Linked DNA regions of Arachis hypogaea: region 2 is linked to region 1. A link is a contact called in public Hi-C data. All regions are on one chromosome and are shown on one strand. Each heading gives the region's core, a stretch centred on a gene start, on an enhancer-like site or on the middle of the called end of the contact. The rest is flanking DNA. Distances are from core to core; before and after follow the strand shown. Region 1 holds the start of LOC112697068 (ATP-dependent DNA helicase At3g02060, chloroplastic). Region 2 overlaps LOC112697072 (nudix hydrolase 13, mitochondrial).

What was found. Hi-C and Micro-C count contacts between places; a contact is called where the count stands out from the background.
Region 2: a Hi-C map of an unstated tissue shows a contact between it and region 1, with 5 times the contacts expected there. The contact joins the enhancer-like site here to the promoter of LOC112697068 in region 1. A contact is called at or near these places in 4 of 8 Hi-C or Micro-C datasets (leaf and an unstated tissue).

What each region holds. Positions count from the first base shown.
Region 1 is chr6:97,889,780-97,897,675 of arahy.Tifrunner.gnm2.J5K5, reverse strand. LOC112697068 (ATP-dependent DNA helicase At3g02060, chloroplastic) reads left to right here and starts at 4,903. Exons shown (of 14, transcript XR_011862519.1): 1 at 4,903-6,505; 2 at 6,654-6,941; 3 at 7,264-7,489; 4 at 7,731-7,896. It overlaps LOC112697069 (potassium transporter 4), which reads left to right. Exons shown (of 8, transcript XM_025750062.3): 1 at 1-155; 2 at 707-947; 3 at 1,055-1,300; 4 at 1,470-1,781; 5 at 2,014-2,066; 6 at 2,434-2,548; 7 at 2,638-2,892; 8 at 3,369-4,762. The coding sequence starts at 111. The coding sequence ends at 4,456.
Region 2 is chr6:98,088,517-98,096,412 of arahy.Tifrunner.gnm2.J5K5, reverse strand. LOC112697072 (nudix hydrolase 13, mitochondrial) reads left to right here. Exons shown (of 6, transcript XM_025750064.2): 3 at 2,606-2,720; 4 at 2,793-2,876; 5 at 3,067-3,216; 6 at 3,420-3,904. The coding sequence ends at 3,674. Among protein-coding and RNA genes, the nearest start is that of LOC112697072, 4.7 kb to the left of the region's middle. Within about 2 kb of position 4,147, at least 2 of the 3 cell types and tissues checked have open chromatin away from gene starts, as enhancers often do.

The DNA.
Region 1 (7,896 bases), core at 3,654-6,153:
CGTGTTCAGTTTTGTTTGGTTTCGCTCTCTTTCTTTCGCTGCTTACAGTAGTCTACTATCATCTTCTCTCTCTCTCTCTCTCTCTCTCTCTCTCTCTCTCTCTCTCTGTGATGGAACCGGAATCTGGAGCTTCTACTTCTCGGAACCCTTCGCTGGTTAGGCTTCTTCCTCAACACGCTAACGCAGTGCTTTAGATTTATTCCGAAATTCAAGTGAAATGAAGTTCATTTTTTTTCACTACTCTGAACCAATTCTGAATTCTACTTGTTTTGCCTCATTCTTCTTTCTGGAACTTTTTGTAACTGACTTTGCTCCGCACTCTCTTTGTTTTTTGTTTTTATTTATTTAATTTAATATGTTTAAGCATATTTTTCATTCTTCATGTGAGTTCGTGTTTCTTGTCAACGCATGGAGGTGTGTGTCTTTGGTTTCTGCTTGGATTCGCCACTGTTAAGTATTCAAATTATCTTGAACAACTTTTGAGAATGAGACATTCAATTATGCTGATTAAGTGTTTTTTCGAGTTCCTTTGATTATTATTTGTTTCCTTGTGTTTGATTTATGCCATTGTACTGAATTTCATTCTTTTTTGATGATGTGGTTCACTTCACTGGTTCATTTTCCAGTGTTTTGGTTGTTTGAACTTGATTGAATGATGGATAAATGGATAATCGATAATTTGTTTTGGCTGTTTGGGACCTTTCAGTTATCATGGGTGAATCTCTCTAGGAATCTATTATTAGCATATCAAAGCTTTGGTGTGGTGTATGGAGATCTGAGCACTTCACCACTCTATGTTTTCACAAGCACATTTCGAGGCAAATTGAAGGACCACCGCGATGAAGAAACTATATTTGGAGCTTTTTCTTTGATTTTCTGGACACTGACACTAATACCGTTGATTAAGTATGTGTTCATCCTATTGAGTGCTGATGATAGTGGCGAAGGTATTTGAATGGCGGCCTTTATTAGGATTATTTTCTTGTAAGATTGGTTATAAGTTATAGCTCTATGATTTTATTATGATCATATAATGCAATACTACTGTCTTCAGGTGGAACGTTTGCTCTTTATTCGCTGCTCTGCAGGCACGCCAAGTTTAATTTGCTCCCTAATCAACAAGCAGCTGATGAGGAGTTATCATCCTACAAATATGGTCCCTCGCAACAGGCCATAACCTCTTCTCCACTGAAGAGGTTTCTGGAGAAGCATAAAAGGTTAAGAACCGCACTGCTTATTGTGGTGTTGTTTGGTGCTTGCATGGTCATTGGCGATGGTGTTCTCACCCCAGCAATTTCAGGTAAGTGATTCATAATTAAAATTTGGGATGCCTGGAGCTTTGTAGCATCTTATTTTGTTGTAAACTGCTTCCAATATAATAATAATATGACAGAACTCGATTGGTTTTTTTTACTTGAAGGCTTGCTTCTAAGAAGAAACTAACAATTAGCCTGATCTTTACCTTGCAGTTCTAGCATCTGTATCAGGGTTACAAGTTACGGAAAGAAAATTAACTGATGGTGAGCTTGTCCTGCTTGCCTGTGTCATATTGGTTGGGCTGTTTGCTCTTCAACACATTGGCACACACAAAGTGGCATTCGTGTTTGCACCAGTTGTAATCATCTGGCTATTATCGATATTTTCTATTGGGCTGTATAACACAATTTTTTGGAATCCTAGAATTGTTCGTGCATTATCCCCATACTATCTCATCAAGTTCTTTATCAAGACTGGTAAAGAAGGTTGGATTTCTCTTGGAGGGATACTTCTCTGTATCACTGGTATGTTAGTTCTGATCCTTTTTAACAGTTATATCATAGAATATGCTCTATAGTTTGTAGGGATGTTATGCATGATGTATTGATGTTCCTTGTTCTATTTACAATTGTATAAATTTAGTCAAAATTTGAGTTACTAGAACTGTAAAACCTGAGGTTTTAAGAAACTCAGATGCTATACTATACTAAATTACTAACTATTTGAGTTTTTTTTTTTTTTTTTTTACCTCACCAGGAACTGAAGCTATGTTTGCAGATCTTGGTCATTTCACTGCTACATCGATAAGGGTGAGAAAAACTTGATGCTGAATTTCTTGCAACTGTTGTTATGAATTATGATGTTATGATTCTTATTGCTTTAGCTGTCCAATCGTGTCACTAGTCTTGTTGGGCTGAGATTGTACCAGTTGCACTATGCTGGTACATGGCTTAAAGTATTATTAGAAATAAGGAGTACTTATAGTTGAGTGTTTTCTTTCTCCTTTTTTTTTTTCTTGTTTTTCTCTTTCCCTCTTATCCACCATTTTCTCTATGATATCAACATAATCAAATTGATCTTAGTTTTACAAATTACTACTATTTTCTGGGAAAGCAACAATAAGTAGTACATGCTCAATTGTCAAGAGATTCCTTAATATTTTCCTCCCTTTTGCAGATTGCATTTGCGTTTGTTATATACCCTTGTTTGGTGGTACAGTATATGGGCCAAGCTGCTTTCTTGTCTAAGAACCTTCAATCTATTCATAACAGTTTTTATGATTCAATACCTGGTTGGTCCATTCATTACTCTCATTCGTTAATACTGCTTTGAGAATTCAGTAATTTAGTGCAATTGCTAATATTTTTGCTTCTCCTGCAGAACCTGTATTTTGGCCTGTTTTTGTTGTTGCCACCCTTGCTGCTATTGTTGGGAGTCAAGCTGTTATAACCGCAACTTTCTCTATCATCAAGCAGTGTCATGCACTTGGCTGCTTTCCACGAGTTAAAGTTGTCCACACTTCAAAACATATATATGGGCAAATCTACATCCCAGAGATAAACTGGATACTCATGATCCTGACTCTTGCAATAACCATTGGATTTCAAGACACGACTATAATTGGAAATGCTTACGGTAATATAAGGTTCCCTGCTCAAAAAAGCGTACACCAACCCACCCCCCACCCCCCTCCCACAACCACACACACACACACACACACAGACATTTGTCACTTTTTCACTTTACCGAAATCCTCATCTTAGAGGATCTTTTTCCTTGTGAGTATGGTAATTTTCTGTTCATTTGCTTCAGATCATTGTTTTCCTCTGATTATATGTTTGGATTGATAGTTCAATTAGTCAAAGTCCTAATAGTTGTTATGAAGGAACAACAATACAATAATTACTGGCTTGTGGATGTGAAAATAATGATAGTATGGTTAATATCCCAGCCCTTTATTTTTTTTTTTTTTCTGTTTTCTAGTTTGATGTGTTACAATTCCTGCTCTGCTACCTTGAATTCAGGAGTTTCTGCTAACAATGTTGTTACAAATTACAGTTTGAATGTCGGTTTTTTTCGTTTTGAATTTAATTCATGGCATTGATTTACAGGACTCGCATGTATGACTGTAATGTTTGTGACGACCTTTCTGATGACTCTGGTCGCAATCTTTGTCTGGCAAAAAAGTGTTGTGATTGCTATAGCATTCCTTTTATTCTTTTGGGTGATAGAGGGCACCTATCTATCAGCAGCATTCATGAAAGTGCCTCAGGGAGGATGGGTCCCTCTTGTCTTATCCTGCATCTTCATGGTTGTTATGTATGTATGGCATTATGGTACTCGAAGGAAGTACAGCTATGATCTTCACAACAAAGTTTCATTGAAGTGGTTACTGGGTTTGGGCCCAAGCCTTGGCATTGTTCGAGTCCCAGGAATAGGTCTCATCTACTCAGAACTAGCAACTGGAGTTCCTTCAATATTTTCCCATTTTGTAACGAATCTTCCTGCCTTTCACAAGGTGTTAGTTTTTGTCTGTGTGAAATCAGTCCCTGTTCCATATGTCTCCCCAGAAGAAAGATTCCTTATTGGTCGAGTTTGTCCAAGACCTTATCGAATGTACAGGTGCATTGTCAGATATGGGTACAAGGACATTCAAAGGGACGATGGAGACTTCGAGAACCATCTAATACAGAGTATAGCAGAGTTTATACAGAGGGAAGCAGAAGAACCACAGTACTCAAGTTCTGAAAGCTCTTCGCTCGATGGGAGGATGGCTGTTATAAGTACCAGAACTTTAGAATCCACTGCAAGCTTAATAGTTTCCGAGATTGAGGAAATTGGTGTGGACAGCTCCATCCCCAGCAGTAAATCTGTAACCCTTCGCAGCTTGCAATCGGTTTATGATGATGAAAGTCCACAAGTTAGAAGGCGTCGAGTAAGATTTCAGCTACCAAGCAATCCTGGTATGGATCCTGCAGTTAGGGAAGAACTTGTGGATTTGATTCAAGCTAAGGAAGCTGGGGTTGCTTATGTATTGGGGCACTCATATGTTAAGGCTAGGAAATCATCCTCATTCTTGAAGAAGCTTGTGATTGATATCGGTTACTCATTTCTACGCAAGAATTGCAGGGGTCCTGCTGTGGCTCTTAACATTCCTCACATCAGTCTCATTGAAGTTGGAATGATATACTATGTTTAGTTTCTTGGTAAAATTTGATATACAACTTCTTCCTGGCTGTATCGAATCTATGCTCCAGGCTATAGGTGTTATTTTTATTGCCTCGCTCATGGAAAAATGAGTATGGCAGAGGAGGGTCTCTCTGAGAAAAACGCTTGTAAGGTTTATGCTGCTCTCCTAATGTGTAATTATATTATATAGTTGCAATAATTTTGTATTAGAAGTTTTTTTTTTTTTGGGTGAGTATTAGAAGACTCAACTTAGAAATGATCTTTCTCCTTTCCTTCTGATTATTTATTTAGTAAAAGTGTTATTTGCGCACCTAAATTATGTCCAATTAGCACATACCAAAGGGCACTTTTCCTCGAACTGCTCTCTTCCATTTCTTCCACAAATCCACAATCTTAGTGCTTCTGGCGTTTACCCCAATAGTTGTGATAATGCTGAGGGGCCTGGATCAAAAGAGATTCTGGTAATACTAACCCTACCCTCATTGTTCGGGCGTTGCGGTGTATTTGGAATGGGCAAAAACTGATGATCACTGGCCCCTTCCCTTGCTGTCCCATTATGCTCGCTTCTCAGCCTTGGAATTCCAGGCTCTACTGCAGCATGGCCAGCTTATGAGCCATCACTCAATCTCTTTTCGCTGGTCTCCACCTCCTTTAGTGTTTGTGAAAGTTAACTCTGATGGAACTGTTCTCATGGAGCCTCAACAGTCTGCCTTTGGCACCGTCATTCGCAATGCAGACGGCAGCTGGGTGAAGAGCTGCTCCGGAACTTGTCTGCATCATCGGCCTCTTCATGCAGAGCTGCTGACTATTTGTTGCAGTTTGCAACTAGCTTGGGAGTGTGGTTATCGGGGTGTTTATTGCGCAGAAGCTCGCAATCTTTGATCTAGCAAAATTGTTCCACAACACCACATAGAGGGGCTTTCTTCTCAAGATCGCTCTGAGACTGGACTGGCAGTTTTGCTTTACTTTGGTGTCTTGCTCTGTGAACGAACCAGTGGATATCATGGTTAGGAAGGTTCTGATGGAAAGAACCTACGTTGAGTGGCTTCAGCCAACATGCTTATGCTTATAGATAGCTATTCTCTTTTACGAAAGAACGGCCTGAAAATAAGTTATTCCTCTAAAGCCAGCATAACACAGGGCGATGGTACATTTAGAGAGTGCTCAAGGATAGCCCTGTGAAAGCATTGATGGTTGGCTAATCCAACCTAAGAGCTCTGCACAATTACTAAAGAAAATGTTAATTTATTGCATGCCTGATACAAAGTGATAGTTCCTCGGGCCTCCGCTCAAAGGAGGAATTGGAATTCGAAGATATCCCTCTTATTTCCCTTTTCTTTTTATTTTTTGGTCTTGAAACTAGTAATTCGTTTCTTTTTTGTTTCTACTTTCTGAAAGAGGAACCAAAACCGCAGGCCCATTAAAATATATAAAATAAGTAAATAAATAAAAGAAAAGAAAAAAAATATCCTGCACAGCCTCTTATGTCTTATCTCAACCCCAGAAAAATTAATTTGACAAAATATTTTTGATATTAAAGCTGGAAGTTGAGTTACGATGATATAAGATATTTGTTCCCTGTTTGGGCAAAACCCCTCCAAAACCTCCAACATTCATCTCTGAATTTGATTCTATCTTCTCAAAATACGCATTCTTCACAAAACTTTTCCAATGACCCATTTCCATTCTTCCCTCTGAAAACCACACACGACTCTCCTCTTTACATGGCTTCACTCCTTCCAGCTCCACACTTTTCCACACCCCTTATCTCCAAGCTCACTTCTTCCCCCAAAACTTGGAAACTCTTCATCCTCCCCCACCCTTTATACCCTATAGCCCTTCACATCAAGAAGAAAAACGTACTTCTTTTTCCCACCAATGCATTCTATACGCAAGGGGTCTATGCCCCTTCTTCTTCCCCTTCCGAATTGCGGAACAGAACAGAGAAAAAGAATGAGCTTGAGAATGACCCAATTGCCTTGCTTAACGAGAGAATTCGTCGTGACTATGGCAGCAGGGAGGTTTCAAGAACTGTTATGGACTCAGAGGAGGCTGATAGGTACATACTATGCTTCACAAATAAGTATTGAGTACAATATGAATCAGCCATGAACTTAAGGAGTTTAAGATTACAGTATTTGCTAAATCATACGTATATGAATACAGTTAGCAAACGCGAGTGAAAATGAGACATTTGTGTAATATAGGTACATACAGATGGTGAAGGAGCAGCAGCAGAAGGGGTTGCAGAAGCTGAAGGGTGAGAGGAAGGAAGGGAAAGATGGTACCTTCAGCTACAAGGTTGACCCTTATACGCTTCAATCCGGTGACTATGTTGTTCACAAGAAGGTTGGCATTGGGAGGTTTGTTGGGATCAGGTTGGATGTTCCAAAGAATTCTACAGAACCTACTGAATATGTTTTCATCGAGTATGCTGATGGGATGGCGAAGCTTCCTCTTAAGCAGGCATCGAAAATGCTCTATAGATATAGTCTGTGAGTTTTCCTTGCCCTCTTACTCTTACCTTTTTTGTTATTGTAATGTAATTCATATATATAGAACAAGTCAGTTAGCTAGACATTTCAATAGAGAGATATTGCACAATCATGGTCGTCGATGAAAAAATTGATGGTTGAGATTGAGAATTTTGCATGATACAAGAACCATAAGTGTGCCATAATTTCTTTTGATGCAAACACTTTACCCTGTTAAGGCACTTTAGAGAAGCTAGTATTTTGTTTGGCTAGTAGTCAATTGTGTTTGGAGAATTGTTTTGATTTGGTCATGATCGTGTCAAATTTTGGTGTGCCTTGGCAGTCCAAACGAGAACAAAAGACCTCGGACATTGAGCAAGTTAAATGATATTAGTAGTTGGGAGAAAAGAAAGATTAAGGGGAAGGTTGCGATACAGAAAATGGTCGTTGACTTGATGGAGCTCTATCTACATAGGCTCAAACAGAGAAGACCGCCTTACTCGAAAAGTCCTGCCATGACTGAATTTGCTGCTCAATTTCCTTATAAGCCTACACCTGATCAACAACAGGTGACATCTTAGTAAATGCTATGTGTTTAGATGGAAGGGGAATTGTTAATTATGATTTTATATTCTAATTTTAATTTGTTATTTAAAATTTTTAAATAATTACATGTTATGTTCTAAGGCATTCACGATAAATCAGAATTTATACATATACATATTCACATTTATTTCAATATGACATGTTTATTTGATGCTTATGAGTTATTTCCATCTCTTCCAAATACGTACCTTTCTATCTGTCCAGGCTTTTATTGATGTTGAGAGGGATTTGACAGAGCGAGAAACTCCAATGGACAGATTAATTTGTGGAGATGTTGGTTTTGGCAAAACTGAGGTTGCACTACGTGCTATCCACTGTGTTGTGTCGGCGAAAAAGCAAGCAATGATTCTAGCACCGACTAGAGTTCTAG
Region 2 (7,896 bases), core at 2,898-5,397, 200 kb before region 1:
CCTTTGGGATTGAATAGAAAAATAATTTATGAGAAATAAAATAATTGTGATACACTATCAGTCTTAAAAGTTTTAGATAATCGTTTAATTATATCCGTTAATATTTCTACTATCAATGTAAACCGTACTCTTTTTTGTTGATGTTATATATTAGGTATAAATTTAGGTATAGTCGTGTTCTAAATTCGTATGAAGTTTGTATTTGAAAATAGTTAGATAATTTAATAAATTTGACTAAATAAGAATTTAATAATTTTTAATGATAAATTTAATTTAAAAAAAATATTATTTTTATATTAAAATCAGTTATTAATGTATTTGTGTATAAATATATGTGTGATTTAATTTATTTTTATAGTGTATTTATATTTATTTATACTAATGGTTGATTTTAGTGTACACATAATATAGCCCATAAAAAAAACTACACATAAATCTTTACTTATATATTATATAACTAAATACACATATAAAATTATTTTATACAAATTATACATTAAAATTTAAGAGTCAAATTCTTTTAGTTTAATAATTCATTACTATTTTGTTTTGCCAATATTTTTAACGATTATACTATGTGTACGCTAAAATCAGTTATCAATATAAAATATATATTAAAATACAAATATATATTAAAAATATAAAACCACACATATATTTATATACACAAATATATTACTAACATTTTTAAAGTACAAAAAATATTTTTATATTTTTGAACATCTATTGACCAAAATGAATAAGTTGTAATAGCCATAAAGTATTATGTTAAAAAAATAATATTTAGAATTACTTATATAACATAATATCCATAATTTTATATACATAATATTTTTAATGATATATTTATTAAATTTAAAATTATATAATTATTCTAAAAATAATTAATAAATATTAAATAAAATAACTTTTAGTCGTTTCGGCTATTTTTTATTCTCTCTTAAATATTATTGCTTTTATTATACCTTCTCTCTTGCTTGGTTTCCATTTCCCTTCTTTGTTGTTTCCTTTTCTCTTTCCTTTCTCTGTCTTTACTTTTGTCTTATGTGCCTGCAATACTACTAAATTAATACAAGTCTTAATCACGAACAGAAGCCAAAATGCCTAATTAATTTTTTGCTTACAGAGAAATATATTTTAAATCCAAATTTCGTAGACATCTTGTGTGAATAATGTATGTCAACTCAATTATTATTAACACTACTTGATCTTCCACAGACAAAATCATCACTAACGAAACTAAAATATGCAATTAATTAAGTGCATAATTTATAATTGATCCCTTTTAAATCCCATGTCCCGTTTCATGAAGAACTCAAAATAGTTATACAATATAACTAGATATTCTTTAAAAATAATCTATCATTCAATTTTTAGAAGAGAAAAATTAGAAAATAAATAATTTTTTATAAAAAATAAATACTTTTTATAAAAGTCAATATTTAAATTAATTAAATAATATTATTTAAATAAAAAATTGATTAAAAGCTAAAAATTTAAAGGATAAATAACATTTTTTATAGTCATATGCATATATTAAGAAGCAATTTTTTTAAAATAAAATAAACATGTTCTTATATTGCAACAAATTTGTTTTTAAAAGTTATAAATAGTAAAATAATTATATTAGATGTACACTAAAATTAATTATTAAAATCAGTTATTAGTATAAAATATATATTAAAAATAAATTAAATAACATATATATAAATATATTTATGATTAATTTTAATAGTTAATTTTAATGTACAAATAATATTGTTGATGGTAAAAATTACATTTGTGATAGAAATTTTCTATTTTCGAAGATTCCGAATTTTTATTTAACACACTTTTCTCCGTTAACCGTTTTTTTTTATAGTGTATGTGTGGAAGAGGACATCTTAGAACTGTTTCTGCATGATTATGCCTTGTGTGTTTGATAATTAATTAAACATTTCAATATTTCATGCGGATGTTTCCATGACAATCATGCATCAGAACAGTGGGCCATGTCATTGACTTAAACGTTTAATAAAAATAATAATGACACTCCAAATTTGTGGGCCATAATCATATCACCATATCAATATCATTTTATAAATCAACCAGGAAATTTTCTCCATAGTTATCGGTAACAACACCACCGTGGCATGCGCATATGCAGGGTTTAACTAGGGTAGTAACCATGATTATGAAATCATGTAATGAAAGAATGTGTTTGATGTATCAATAATCAATTATATTACACAATAATAATAACAGGTCCAGATGGCAAAATTCTCAAAAACAACTGCACCTTGCTTGTCAAGTAATTTTACATGCGAAAATATTTGATAACAAAAAATAATTTAATTTTGATATATTGATGGTGTAAAATAAGTATTTTATAAAGTTATGTACATTCGTTTTTTTAGATGACTATTCATGTAATTAATGTAAAAAATAGTTATTTTTATTGATATAGTGTTACATGATTAGATGTACGTATAAAACTATTTTAAAAATTAAATTTTGAACAATTTTGTTATCTTTTCTATAGAGTTTCAATATCTTGTGAGAAGAAGAAATTGTGTGAGATTTGCAAGAGATTCTGATGGTTAAGCTTTCCTTTGCATTGCAACAGGTGTATTCCCTATAGGTGGATAAAGGACAGCACAGATCAAACGGGCGAAACAGAGGAAATGATAGAAGTACTCATGGTTTCTTCGCCGAAACGCGATGATCTTGTATTTCCAAAGGTACTTGATAATGAATTAGATATTATCTATGTCTGCAACAATTCCCTTCATCAGCACTTGATCACTTTCCAGGGTGGATGGGAGGATGATGAAACTGTTACGGAAGCCGCGTGCCGCGAAGCATTAGAGGAAGCAGGAGTTAAAGGACTTCTAAGAGTAGGTTCAATATCCTTCTTGCTCATTCAACTTGTTCACTTATAGTTCTTCATGGTATGTTTATGCACACCTATTAAACTAAGTTAACTAACACAATTATACATTTAATCCATGAAAGCATTAACTGATGATGTCTACTATTGATTTTGATTTCCTTTGACTAATTAGCTGACTTTAATTTCATGTTTAGGAAGTTCCACTGGGAATATGGGAATTCAGAAGCAAAAGCAACCTTGACTTATGTTGCACGGAAGGTGGTTGTAAAGGATACATGTTTGCCATGGAGGTTACCGAAGAACTTCACACTTGGCCGGAGCAAAATAACCGCAGTCGCCAATGGGTAAGTGTAATGTTATGAAGAAAATTCATAGGTCGTGTTTGGTAACTGTTTCAAGACAGAGAGATTTTCTTTTTTTATACCTGTCTTGTTTTCTTAACAAGTTTTCATCTTTCTATTTCTCTGTATTGTTTACATAATAGAATGTATTTCTACATTAGAGAGCAGCTATATCTGAGTCTAAGTCTAATATTTTGTGTTCTCAGTTAAACATAAAGCAGGCATTTAGTCTGAGCCGGTACGAGTGGATGTGTAGCGCGCTCGAGGAGTTTCTTAGAGTCATAGAAGAAGAAAGAAAGCTTGAGAAGCAAGATGAAGATAGCATTGGTTGCCCTTCAAGTCTAGTAGCAGATGTTTCAGAATCTCAAACTATGGCACCGCCTAAGTGCTATAAAAGATCCTCTACTATGCCACACCATAGTATGAATTCTAAGAAAAACATCTTATCATGTGCTTCTTAAGAAATAGCCATCAACTTTAGCTTTTGACATGTTTTCTGGTTTCTGTTTTTTTTTTTTTTTTTTTTTTTTTTTATGTAATGAATCAATGTTGAAAGGAAGTAAGCAACATCTTCAACTGATGTTTATTTTCTTCAACACACTTTGTTCCTAAGAGAACCTTGTAAAAAATGTGAAAAAAAAAGAAGAAAAGATTCATGATATTTTAACCTTTCACTTTCTATTTAGAACAATTGATTTCATTGTCAACAATAATGATTAGTATTGGTGTTACTCTCTTTTGCTACTCGTTTCTGCGTCTCTTTACTTTGAATGGAAAACATGTTTTCCTAACTAATTAAAATTGAATCAGTTTGCCAAGGTCTCTTAACACAAAAAGTATGATTGCAAGAGCAGTGGTCAGAAGTTATGTTCAGAAGCCCTCTTGTCAAGATAGGAGGATTATTTGTTAATCTGAAGTAGTCAATGGAATGTTAATAAAATATTTTGGTCAATGGATTTTATGGGCCTAATGATATTTCGGCCGGGCTTGTTGGGCGCTGCCTAAAGAGGCGGCGGAAAGAATATGGGAGGACTGTTTATATTTTAGAACCCATAACTTCAAAATAAAAACATGTTGTCCAAAAAAAAAAAACATATCAGTGGCGTGAAGAACAAAAAAATTAAAAAGCAGTAACGTTGTGCTGCATTTAAAAAAAAAAAGGCAAATTCTTTTGATGGCTTTGAGTTTGGTGACGAATTTGTCGAACTTGTTTTTTATTGTAAATATTAAATATTAATTTTTATCTCTTTTTAATAAATTAGACAATTATGAATTTGTTTGGGTAAACTTTTAACAAAAAATTTTTTTTTAACTTATCTTTCTTTAAAGAATTTTGTTTTCTTGTGCTCTACGAACATAGGTGGGGTGACAATGGGTAGGTTAGAATAGGGTTTGAACCCAACCCTAATCTTACTGCGGGTATTTAACTCTATCTGCGAATTTTCACAAATATGCAATATTATTATATAACCTAACGAGCATGCAAATTAAAAATTTAATACAAACAACACAATTATCTCATAAATAACACAATCGTCCCATAAACAACATAACCATCAAATGTTCAATTATACATAAAAGTGTTTGCTTAAATTAATAACACAAACACAAAATAAATGTTGTGATATAATATTGTATCACTAAAATAGAATTAGTTTTCATATAAACAAAAGTGTTAAACTATCAATTGAGAATCTTGATTCAATGATAAAAATCTTTTGCAATAAGTGAGAGGTCTTTCTTCTTTGATTCAACACATACCTATAATATATACATATATAGGGTGCGGATTAGTCGGGTAGGTTTGAGACTCAACCCATATCCTACCCAATCCGTGCTCAAACTCGCTCCGCACTCAACCCAACTTGCAGCAGATCGAGTTAGCAACCCTATCCAATCAAGTTGGGTACTTGGGGTTAAGGTGCATGCTACCACCACTAGGCATAAATTAAGCATACCATAAACAAAAGAAAATAATGCTATTTATTGTTTTTATGCATTGAAAACATAAAAAAATTAATTTTTGCAATAAATAGCATTAAAACATATCTTTTTATGGTATGCTTAACCTATGCTCTTAGGACGCAAGATAGCAAAATCTTTTTTTAAAAGATCTTTTAAAAAGTAAAAATAATTTTATGTTTTGATGTTTCATGTAAAAAGATTTTTTTATTTATTAATTATATTTAAATTACAACAAGATAAAAGTACTTTTTTTTGTTTATTTATTATGTGAAAATATTTTTTTTAAATATATTTAAGAAAATATAAATTATAGTTTTTCAAAAAATATATTTTTATTTTTTTAATATTTTTATTTTTATTATTAAAAATTTGTTAAATATATTAAAATAAAAAATATATTTTTTATTAAAAAATATCTTTTTCTACGTATTTAATAGCACCAAAATAAATACTATATATAAACACCATAGCAAGCATTTAAAAAAATTGAAATTAATAAAAAATAAAAAAGTTAATAATTATTGAAACTATTGTAGCCAGGAACGGATCCAGAAATGATATTATGGGGGGCCAATAACACATATAATATTAAAAATTATGTAAAAAAATTATATAATATAAGATGTATTACAAAAATATATTGACAAAGAATATATTTTAAAGTAAAAAGAAATATGTGTATACTTTTTACTAACGAAATAGTCGATTCTTCATATCATAAAATTCACCGATAATAGAATTTGTGTAAAATTTTTCAGTAATTTTCTTTTCAATATAATTAAAAGAAAATTATCAAGAAATTCATCTTTTATTTTGTTTCTAAGTTATTTTTCACAATATTCATAGTTGAAAAAGATCTCTTAATTGTAGCAGTTGAAACAGAGAGAATTAATACCAAATGAATAAAAAAAGACGGCTATAAGAAGAAAAAAAATTCACTTTATGATATTTGAAATTTTTTATTTAATTAAAAAATATTAGTAATAATATCTTTTTCAAATTTCTTTAATATTGTTACTTACTTTTTAGATAAAAATTATTAATATTTAAATTAGACTGAATTTTTATTTATACTATACTAAATACTAAATATTTTTTAAAAAAATTAAATTATACATAATAATTTATTACTCTTAAAAAAAGTTGGGGGGCCGAAACCGAGACCGCCACTCGCCCCCTTATATCCGTCCCTGATTGTAGCATTTCTAGTGGCTAAAAGAAGAATTATTGGGTGGCCAACCAGGTAAATGTAACGGATGGAGAAAGTTTGCTAGTATGATATTTTTCATAAAAAAAGTACAGGAGTTGTTGTTTTGTGAATTTACTAGCTTTTATGAGTTTCCGTTAATAAAATATTCCTTTTTCAGTTATTGTTGATGTGGGGGCATGTAAAGGAGGATAAATCAAAACAGGCCCAATTTGAATATTGGTACCTAACTAATATATAAGTATAACCCGTGTATTTAATTAAAAGAATAAAGTATTGTAGTCCAAAGAAAAATTTTTCTCTTTCGGCCTTAGGCCTCTAATGTAAAAGAAAAAAGTTAGGATTAAGTACAATTTTGATCCTTAACGTATAAGCTAAAAATTTATTTTGTTCTTAATTTTTTTTGCTACAAAATAATTCTAAAAATTTTAATTTATTTTAAAATTGTCTTTTTCATCAAATTTTTTATTTTTATTACTATTTGACTCCTAACTAAAAAAATTATAAAATAAAAAAAAGAAAGAAAGGGAACAGGGAAGAAAGAGAATGGGGAAGAAAGAGAAGAACCGGAAGAGAGTCGCGGGAGAGGGGGTGTGGGAAAAGTTGCCATCGCACCGCCGCCTGTGATGGAGAGTGGGGAATCTCCACGCCGCCGCTGCCACGGCTACTTCCTCGCGTCGCCACCACTGCCGCAGTCTTTTCCACGCGATCTGCCACCACTACCGCATCTCTCCTCTCCTCGCGATTCGCAGTTCACCGCCGCAGCCCCTCCTCTCCCACCACCACTGCAACCCTTTTTTCTTTAATTTTTCTGTTTTTGCTTCTCCTTTTGGTTTTGCTTTTGTTTTTGCTTTGATTTCATTATCCATTGTTATTGGTGTTGTTCTTCTAGTTGTTGTTGTTTCATTGTTGTTGTTGTTGTTTCACTGCTTGCTTCTGTATTCTGTTTCTGCATTCTGCTTCTGTTTTTGCATTTTGGGAAAGATGGGGGAAGGACATTTTTGTCCTAAGGTCAATTTTTAAACAAACTGAAATCTTAGGGACCATTTTGTAGTGAAAAAAAGGTTGGAGATGAAATAAATTTTTGGCCTCTATGTTAGGGACCAAAATCGTACTTAACCCAAAAAGTTACTATATGTGGATGAACCCTTAATGTGTGTGGATGGGTCATGGGTGTGTGAGTAGTGTCATAATCATATCTTAGAAAAATTATCAGTTATTCCGTTGTATTTTAATGGAAGACTGATGTTCCGTGTACGAACAAGTAACTGATGGACATTTATCTTGTAGTGAAGTGTTTAAGTACGAAAATATCCTCGAATTAAAAGGTGCAATGTCTGGATTGACCAACTGAGAGTGGATTTTGGTATTGTGGCTTCTAGTGGCCAACTAGAAGTTTTATGGTAAAACAAAATTAGAAAAGTGTATTTTCCTCCCGTTAGGTTTTTTGGGGCGTTTGGAGTGATAGTTGGTTTTCATTTTGAAGTGGAGATTGCGATCTGATGCTGCTG